Regions from separate parts of the Mus musculus genome. Here regions 1 and 2 are each linked to region 3. A link is a contact called in public promoter capture Hi-C data. All regions are on one chromosome and are shown on one strand. The core of a region is the stretch at or near the end of the contact, and the rest is flanking DNA. Distances in the headings are between cores, read along the strand shown. Region 1 overlaps Baz2b (bromodomain adjacent to zinc finger domain, 2B). Region 2 overlaps Baz2b (bromodomain adjacent to zinc finger domain, 2B). Region 3 overlaps Marchf7 (membrane associated ring-CH-type finger 7).

Region 1 (2,700 bases), core at 68-2,567, 230 kb after region 3:
TATGTCCAAATCAGTTAAGTGATACTGGTAACTAACCCTGTATTAGGGTTAGAGTGTATCTTCTTGTTACAAAGAAAAAAGGTGTGTTGGGGCCCAAATCACAGTGCTTCAGCATGTTCTCTTACTTGGAGATGGGCTCTTACAGTCGTCTCTGGTTTAACAGGAAGTCAGTGAGTAGCCCCTTCTCTGCAGTGACTGTGCCCTCCTACACGGCATGTCCCGTGAGGACAGAGGACAATACCTGAGGCTAGCAGAGACCATGGGGCAGATGCTTTCTTAGTGCTCCAGAGGTAGCCCAGGGCACATGGCCCTGCCATCATGCTTGCTGGCTTAAGCCTCTAGCAGGAGGGTCTGTTTTAAACTACCTGGCTGCAGTAAGCTATGAGGGCAGCCCTAGCAGTATGCTCTTTGTGGTTTTGAAAGCTGGTTATAATAGTTTCTATTCATTGTGGGGAAACATTTTCTTGCTTATTGAAAAAAAACGTTCTTTGAAATTATTCTCAGTTATTTTTTCCTTTTAATAATAAAGCAGTGTTTGAATGTTTTAAATGTATATCAAATATGTGGGGTTTTAAATTAGCATTTTAACTTCTTTCAGTAGATTTAATAAAAATGTTTGTAACAAAGAAGAAATTATTCTAACCTCTTAGATTGAAGTGGCACAAGTTAATAGCTTTTGTTTCCAAAGCAACCCATGATTTTACTGACTTGTTTTTCTGGTTTAAAAAAAAAAAACAAAACAAAACACTGAAGAGAAATAGTTAACTTCACAGTGGAGAATCCTGGCAGGCAGCAGCTTAGTGACAAAATTAACATCAGCGGTGCTGCAAAGAAACATGGGCCTTGAGTATCCTGCTCTGAGAGAGGGCCATTGAGTGTCATCCTCAAAGAGGTAGAACTTCTAATTGTTACAAAGCATTAGACGAACCCCAATCTCTGGTTTATATTCATCATTGAAGCACAAGACAAAAGTTGTAGCTGACTGAAGAAAGCTAAAAGCACAAAGTTCAATGTAATAAAGGATTCTTGAATCTTGGGACAAGGAATGGTGTTAATAGGAAATAGGATTAATGCCAATAATTTTTTGCCTAGTTAAGGTTAATTTCTTGGCTTTGAAGATTGATCTATAGTTGTATGTAAGATATTAGCATAGGAGGGGCTATGGAAAAGGAACATAGGGACTTGCTGTTACTTTTTCAGTTTTTGTGATTATAAAATAATCTCAGAATAAGTACTTAAATAAAAATAAGCTAGGTTGGTCATGCATGTTGTAATCCCTGAGTTGAGACACTGAAGCAGAAAGGCTCCAGAACATTGGCACATACTAAGTCCAAGAACTAAGCCACATACTGAGTCCAAGGCTAGTGTGTGCTACGTTATGAATTCCTGTCTCAAGAAAGAAAATAAATGAATGACTAGAATCTACTTGTATTCCATACATCTTTCTAAATATTAAGACATAAGGCTGCAGTGGCTCCAAATAAGAGAATACAAGAATGAAATGAAGATTATTTGTGGAAAAATGTTCTGTCCACACGAACTAAAGAATTCTTTTTGTTGTTTGTTCATTAAAGTTCAAATTTATATCTCCCTTACTTTGAGTTTCAAATACGTAAGCATTGAAATGGTTAAGAATTCAATGTATTAACTGATAATTGAGTTATTCCATTGATAGCATTTCAGTTATGTTTGTTTTGACCTATATGCTCCCTTATTGCTGATCTATATGGGGTGTAGCTGAATGAATGCCAGTTTCTAGGATGAGCAGTGCTGTGCAGATTACAAGCCAGAGACTGATTCCGCAGTGATGTAAATCACGTCAGCAGTGTAAAGATGTAGGCCTGGAGCAGCAGCTCTGTGCAGCATTGAAAGATCGAGAGCAGCTCTGGCACGCAGAAAAACAACCTGTATAGAAAGCTCTCATTGGGTTTTGTTGTTTCTGTTTTTAAAGATTAGATGTTTCCCATACTGGTTTCTTATATCAGCTATGTTTACTGTTGACTTTTGGACTTTTACACAGTGATAGGAGACTTTGCACACAGGCACTTTAGGCTCGGGATTACTTCAGTCTGTCTGTGTATCGTTCTTTGCTTCCGGTGAGGTGGAAAGACCTTATTGTTCACGGAGAGTAACAAACGTGCTTGGTAACAAAGACTTTTATAATACCATTCCTCATGACTGACACATTGGCGTTTGTGTGTCACCTGATAGACTTGAAAAGTTGTGCTAAAAACTATCCAGCTTATCATTTAAGAATCTTAACATTGCCACTGTACATACATTTTCATTATCTAAGTTGTCCATGGTTATGTATCATCAGTTAAAACAAAAACTAAAAGTGAAATAACATTTGCACGCACAGCATGCAGTCTGAGCATCTTCGGTCAAAGGAGTAATACTGCCTTAATCGTCTAAGTGTGCAGACATTTTCTCTAAGAAAACTCGTTTTTAATCAGGATACTTTGATTTGGGAGCATATATCAACATTAGGTATATAGATGTAGAAAAAAATTACTGTTCCAAAACTAGAACTTTCTAATATTCAGATACGCTCGTTCTATATTCAGGGAGTTCCTCGATCCTCTGTGACATGTTCTGTGTCATGTCCTGCTCTCTTGGTGACACAGGATAAGCTTCACCTGAAATGTCATTTGTGTTGTCGACTGTAACAGGAGCCAGCATGCTGTCCCTATCTGTTAT
Region 2 (2,700 bases), core at 138-2,637, 130 kb after region 3:
TGGCCCGAAGATTTATTATGCATAAGTACACTATAGCTTTCTTCAGACGCACCAGAAGAGGGTGTCAGCTCTCATTACGGGTGGTTGTGAGCCAGCATGTGGTTGCTGGGATTTGAACTCAGGACCTTTGGAAGAGCAATCAGTGCTCTTACTTGCTGAGCTATCTCGACAGCCCCAATCATTCTTTTTGTTTTGTTTTAATTAATTTATTTATTTTGTGTATCTGAGTACACTGTTGCTGTCTTCAGACACACCAGAAGAGGGCATCAAATCCCATTACAGATGGTTGTGAGCCACCATGTGGTTGCTGGGAATTGAACTCAGGACCTCTGGAAGAGCAGTCAGCGCTCTTCCAGCACTGAGCCATCTCTTCAGCCACCCCCTTCCCCCATCATTCTTATAGTTTCCAAATTTTTAACTTTTTTTAGAGTCAAGGAAACATGGTGGAAGTTGTATGCAGCAGAGGGGAGCCTAGAAGCCCGAGAAGACTTGCCTGCTAGAAGAATGACGTGCTCTTTGACTATTTGCTGAGTTACAGAATCAGGGGAGGAGGAAAATCGACACGTAGCAATGGGTCAATAAGAGGAGGACAAAGGGAAAGGCAGGGAGCTGCTTGTCATTCTTAATTGCATGCATCACTGCCTGTCTGGTGTGCATCCTATCTAAATCCCACTGTATGCAGCCAAGTAAAAGCTGTGCGTGGCGTTCTTTTTATCCCCCACAGCTGTGTGTGGATCACTTAGAAGGACATTGTTTTCATCTCATGAGAGACATCATTACATAATATTTTCAACATGACAGCCTTTATTATAAAATAATGTCTCCAAAGAAATTTTAATTTAGTTATCTATATGTAGTATATTCTCCTCAGATTCTCAGTAGTTCTCAAATAACCCTTTAACTAGCCACATCTTCTATTCATTTATTTTCCAGCCGCCAGGACAGTTTCGTGTATTTATTAGGTGCTTATTAATAATTAACCATGCTTCTGTAGCTTTGCATCATCGTTTTCCTCAGCAGACAGATGTGCTGCCCTGGTTCACTAAATGCAGGCGTTTGATATCATCTCCTGCAGGTTGCAGTGCCCCCTCTGCACTCCTTCACGGGGACTCTCTTACAGAGGTTCGTGTATGCTGCTGCATCTTGGACCTTTTCTGCTTTGTTACCTTGCACATGCCTTTGTCCTCATGATTCCAGGAAAAACCTTGCAGGCGTGGGTACTATTAAAATTTGCTTGCTGAATTCAGCTCTCTAGTGCTTTCCCAGCAGCGTTGTTTTAAAACATGTTTGTCCTGCTGCCTTTCCTGTGACCCTTCACTTTATTATTTAGCTTTGTGAAAACGGAGCCCTCCATTCTTACAACTCCCCCTGCGTCACTTCCGGTTCGGTGATCCCTCTCCAGCGTTCTGCTCCGCAGTGCTGGGCACTGTAATGTCCTTGGTTCCTGCCCCTTTCCTCCCAACTGCCCATTGAGCCTAGAGCCTCAAAGCTGCTTAAATTATTCTGCACTATGAACCTTTCATCTTGCCTTTCAGAGACCAGATCCCAACAATTGCCCCACACCGGTGATAGTTGAGCCCCTAACTTAGTCTGTGTTTTGATTTTCCTGTCCTATCCCCGACTTCGAAGTTCTTTCCAGTGGTTAGAGTGACTCTGAAAGGGCAATAAAGCCAGGCTCACCATTCTTAGTCAAGCATACCGTCTGGGAGCGGGAGTCTATCCAATCCATTTGTTGGGGCTTTCCTGGTCTTCTGTGATCTCTGCTTCCCTTTTCTACAGTTTCAACTTCCTCTATACCAGCCCCGCACTTTCTGGTATTATATTATATTATATTTATTTTTGTTGTTTTTAAAAACCCCAGGACTTCCCACGCGGAAGCCATGGCGTGTGTTCATCTCCTCATCCTGGCTTTGTCCTGGTCACAAGATTTGCCTTCCTTGCCATTCCTCCCTGTCCTTGTTATTCAGCATCATACTTAGACTGTAAACTTTATAAAGACAGACTCGTCTTGTGCCTGCTACAGGTCCAGCAGGGTCACATAGACAGTCAGTACTCACTAGCCAGGCATGATGGTGCATGCCTGTAGTCCCAGCACTCTGAAGGGCTGTGAGCGTTAGTCAAGTGGAAACTTAAGGGCTCTTTGGAAAGTTGGTTGGATGTGTTTTGCTGGGGCAAACTTGAGAAGGAACGTTTTGTTAAAGTGGACACAAGTGTGAAAGGCTAAGGCAGACTCATGAAGGAACATTTCGCTGAAGCAGACACAGGAGACAGGTAGTTCTGTGAAAGCAAGCCCATGAAAGGGCACGCGGTGAAGGATTCTTTGCTAATGACAGGCATGTATTGGTCTGCCTTACATTGCGTAGTTGAGTTCCAGTTGTTGGGACTGCAGACTCGGGCTGATTAGGCGCACAAGCTGAGGCAAGACATGTGGAGGATAAGTGATGTTTGGAGGGTATAAATAGGTCTCCACAGAGTGATGGAGACAGAGCTTGGCTTGCTGGTAAAGCTAGCTGTGCTACACTTGTGGGTCGCTCAGTCTTTGCTGATCTTTGTTTGCCAAAGAGAAGCACAGAGCTTCTGGCGTTCCTGTTGGTCCCTCCTGCTGACTTGAGCTGAGGCAGAGGCTGAGGCCTGGCTGGCTCTGCTAGGTCGTGTCACTGCTGTTGCTAACTCTGGTTACTGGACTGCTGGTGTATCTGT
Region 3 (2,700 bases), core at 198-2,697:
TGTCTCTCTGTCTGTCTCTCTCTGTCTCTCTGTCTCTCTGTCTCTCTGTCTCTCTGTCTCTCTCTCTCTCTCTCTCTCACACACACACACACACACACACACACACACGAAAAATAGTACACACACACACACACACACACACACACACACGAAAAATAGTAAAGACAACTCCTGAGGAGTTATAACCAGAGTTGGCCCCCGAGTGTGTCTTTGGAGAAACAGAACCTCATAATCTTCCCAGCTCCATTCCCTCAAAGACAAAATATTTAATCACTGGGGGTGGCTTCAGGACTACCCACAGGTACTACTCTCGACTACCACCATAACAATTATTCATGTATTTTCACGAATGGATCAGTTAATCCATTTAACTGATTTTTAATACTTTTAATATTAAAGTTAATATTTTTAATAATCTAAAAATTTTAACAATCTGTAGACTTGATAAATATTAAAGTTAATATTTTTAATAATCTATTTAAAAATTTTAACAATCTGTAGACTTGATATTGAAACCCAAAGTCTCTTTTCTGGTCCTGTATCTCCAAATATTGTCTGGAAATTTACAATTCCCTATTCTTAAATCACTAAAAAAATGTAAGAGGTCAGGGTAGAAGTGACAGCTCAGCAGTTATGAGGCTTGCTGTTTTTATAGAGGATCTGGGTTCCACTCCCAGCACCCACATCATAATTCATAAGCACCTGCAGGCATGTGTGGCACAAATATATACATGTAGGCAAATACTCATGCACATAAAATAGACCTAAACATTTTAAAACAGAAACAAAATCAGAAGATTTCTAAATAATAAAACATTTGGAACACTCCCAAAACCTAAGGCACCATGTGTAGCTAACGTAAGAATGCTTTGCCGGTCACATATGAGGAGAGAAGGAAGGGCAGGCAGACAAAAATCAACCAAGCTTACCCAAACTATCTGTCCCCCAAGTCCATTAGTTATCAAAAGTAGCAAACCTGCTCTTTCTTAATAACAAGGAAGACATCAAACATTAACTACTCAATTAATTGATATTATATAAAAGACAAAAATAAAACAATAGTGACCATAAAAAGAACTTACAGATAAGAGAAGGAAATTGTGGAGAAAAGGTCTGATCATCATCCTCTAAGGGCTCAAAATAAGATGTGTAAGAATATGCAACAAAGATTCTAAGAGTTGTAATGATTTTAAATGCAATATATGTAAAAATGAGAAACACTGAAAGGGACCAAGCATAAAAACTGAAACCAAACCAAAGAAAACATTACTCTTCTCCTCACTGCTGTGAGAAAACAAAGCAACAGAAGCCACTGACAAGAAGCGACTGCAGAGAGGAGGGAGACTATTCCCTCACAGTTTAAGGGATACAGTCTACCGTAGCGGCAGCAGGAGCTAACCCAGCTGGTCACGAACATTAGTGACGGTCACCTTGCAAAGCCAGCCAAGTGACTCATTGCCTCCAGCAAGGCCCCAGTTCCCAGAGGACCCACCTTTCAACACAACTCCAGGTGGGAACTAACTGTTCTAATACAACAAATATCTACCATCATATATCTATATATCACCATCATATATCGTGACACTAATTCCAGGTCCTAGTTACTAAACCCAAAATAAAAGACCCAGAACAGAAGTGATTTACTGCTTTGTTTACACTCTTCTAACGCCAGGGCTGAAGTTGCTTGCTTGTTCTACGTGAAGTTAGCTCTGTGGAGTATGTACTCTTCACTGTCAGGGAGGGAAAGGCTCTCACGATGATGACCATTCCCAAGTTCACTTACCTGATCCTCCGTTCCCGCCTCTAACATACATTTTAAGGGTTATTTTTGTGGGCCAATCAGATGGCTTAGTGAGTAAAGATGCCTAACCTGACAGCCTGGGTCTGGTCTCTCAGATTCATATGGTAGAGAGACCGGTCTCTCTCAAGTTGCCCTGACCTCCATACATGCATGCACTCACACATGTATAAAAAAATAGATTAATGTAAAATATTTTTTACAAAGGCCACTGTGATTATCTGGGAATGGAGGTATGCTTCTACTTGAGTGGCTAATATTTAGTCATGATAGTATTAAGACCATACTGAATTTTACTATGAGATGGGAGAATTTAAGGAAAAAGGACAATGATAAAAAAAAAAATTGCATGAAAAACATCCTGAATTAGTTCTGTAAACAAATCTTATAGAGTATGAAGGTAAACAAATCCTGAGTGGGTGGGGGAACAATATTGAAATGACTGATTTCCTTCTAAGTAAGATAGACGCACATACTTCATTTACCTAGAAAAGTCTAAGTTTATGATCTGCAAACTCCTAACTTAGGATTATCACGCCAAGATAAGTTTGTCTGAAGACAAGCAACACACCTTATAACTCTGGCTGTCCTAAAACTCATTCTGTAGACTAGCCTGGCCTCAAACTCAAGAGACTGCGAGAGTGCTGGGATGAAGTACTAATGCCCACCCCCACCCCCGGGATACTTAAGTACGCACACTTTTTAAACTGCAGCTGTTGGATAGTAAAGGCTATAGTCATCTAACTCAGAAACCTTCCCACCACCTGTTTTTTGTCATTTACATGCTTATTTGCTAAGTCCATACAAAACTGTTCATTACAAAGTAAAATTTTGCATTGTAAATTTAAAGACATTCATGATCACTGATATTTGTAAGTTTATCAACGAGTCTTCAGCACTAA

The links. Capture Hi-C pulls out chosen DNA fragments and counts their contacts.
Region 1: a contact with region 3 is called in a promoter capture Hi-C map of adipose tissue. The contact joins two enhancer-like sites. A contact is called at or near these places in 5 of 39 promoter capture datasets (the HPC-7 cell line, HPC-7-derived erythroid cells, the SN4741 cell line and 2 more), 2 of 484 Hi-C or Micro-C datasets (bone marrow-derived macrophages and macrophages), 8 of 115 datasets of contacts at active chromatin or transcription factors (bone marrow-derived macrophages, cardiomyocytes, extraembryonic endoderm stem cells and 4 more) and 4 of 9 other capture datasets (adipose tissue, liver, macrophages and 1 more).
Region 2: a contact with region 3 is called in a promoter capture Hi-C map of adipose tissue. The contact joins two enhancer-like sites. A contact is called at or near these places in 3 of 484 Hi-C or Micro-C datasets (epidermal suprabasal cells, mammary gland and nephron progenitors), 4 of 115 datasets of contacts at active chromatin or transcription factors (bone marrow-derived macrophages and embryonic stem cells) and 3 of 9 other capture datasets (adipose tissue, liver and pancreatic islet).

The regions. Positions count from the first base shown.
Region 1 is chr2:59,987,853-59,990,552 of GRCm38.p6, reverse strand. The region is part of intron 4 of Baz2b (bromodomain adjacent to zinc finger domain, 2B); the gene reads left to right. Among named protein-coding and RNA genes, the nearest start is that of Gm13572, 48 kb to the left of the region's middle. Within about 2 kb of position 1,317, at least 7 of the 459 cell types and tissues checked have an H3K27ac peak or open chromatin away from gene starts, as enhancers often do. A contact at or near this core is called in adipose tissue, where this site is marked.
Region 2 is chr2:60,088,393-60,091,092 of GRCm38.p6, reverse strand. All of the region lies in intron 1 of Baz2b (bromodomain adjacent to zinc finger domain, 2B), which reads left to right. Among named protein-coding and RNA genes, the nearest start is that of Gm13570, 9.0 kb to the left of the region's middle. Within about 2 kb of position 1,387, at least 62 of the 459 cell types and tissues checked have an H3K27ac peak or open chromatin away from gene starts, as enhancers often do. A contact at or near this core is called in adipose tissue and pancreatic islet, where this site is marked.
Region 3 is chr2:60,220,153-60,222,852 of GRCm38.p6, reverse strand. All of the region lies in intron 1 of Marchf7 (membrane associated ring-CH-type finger 7), which reads right to left. Among named protein-coding and RNA genes, the nearest start is that of Marchf7, 12 kb to the right of the region's middle. Within about 2 kb of position 1,447, at least 19 of the 459 cell types and tissues checked have an H3K27ac peak or open chromatin away from gene starts, as enhancers often do. A contact at or near this core is called in adipose tissue and pancreatic islet, where this site is marked.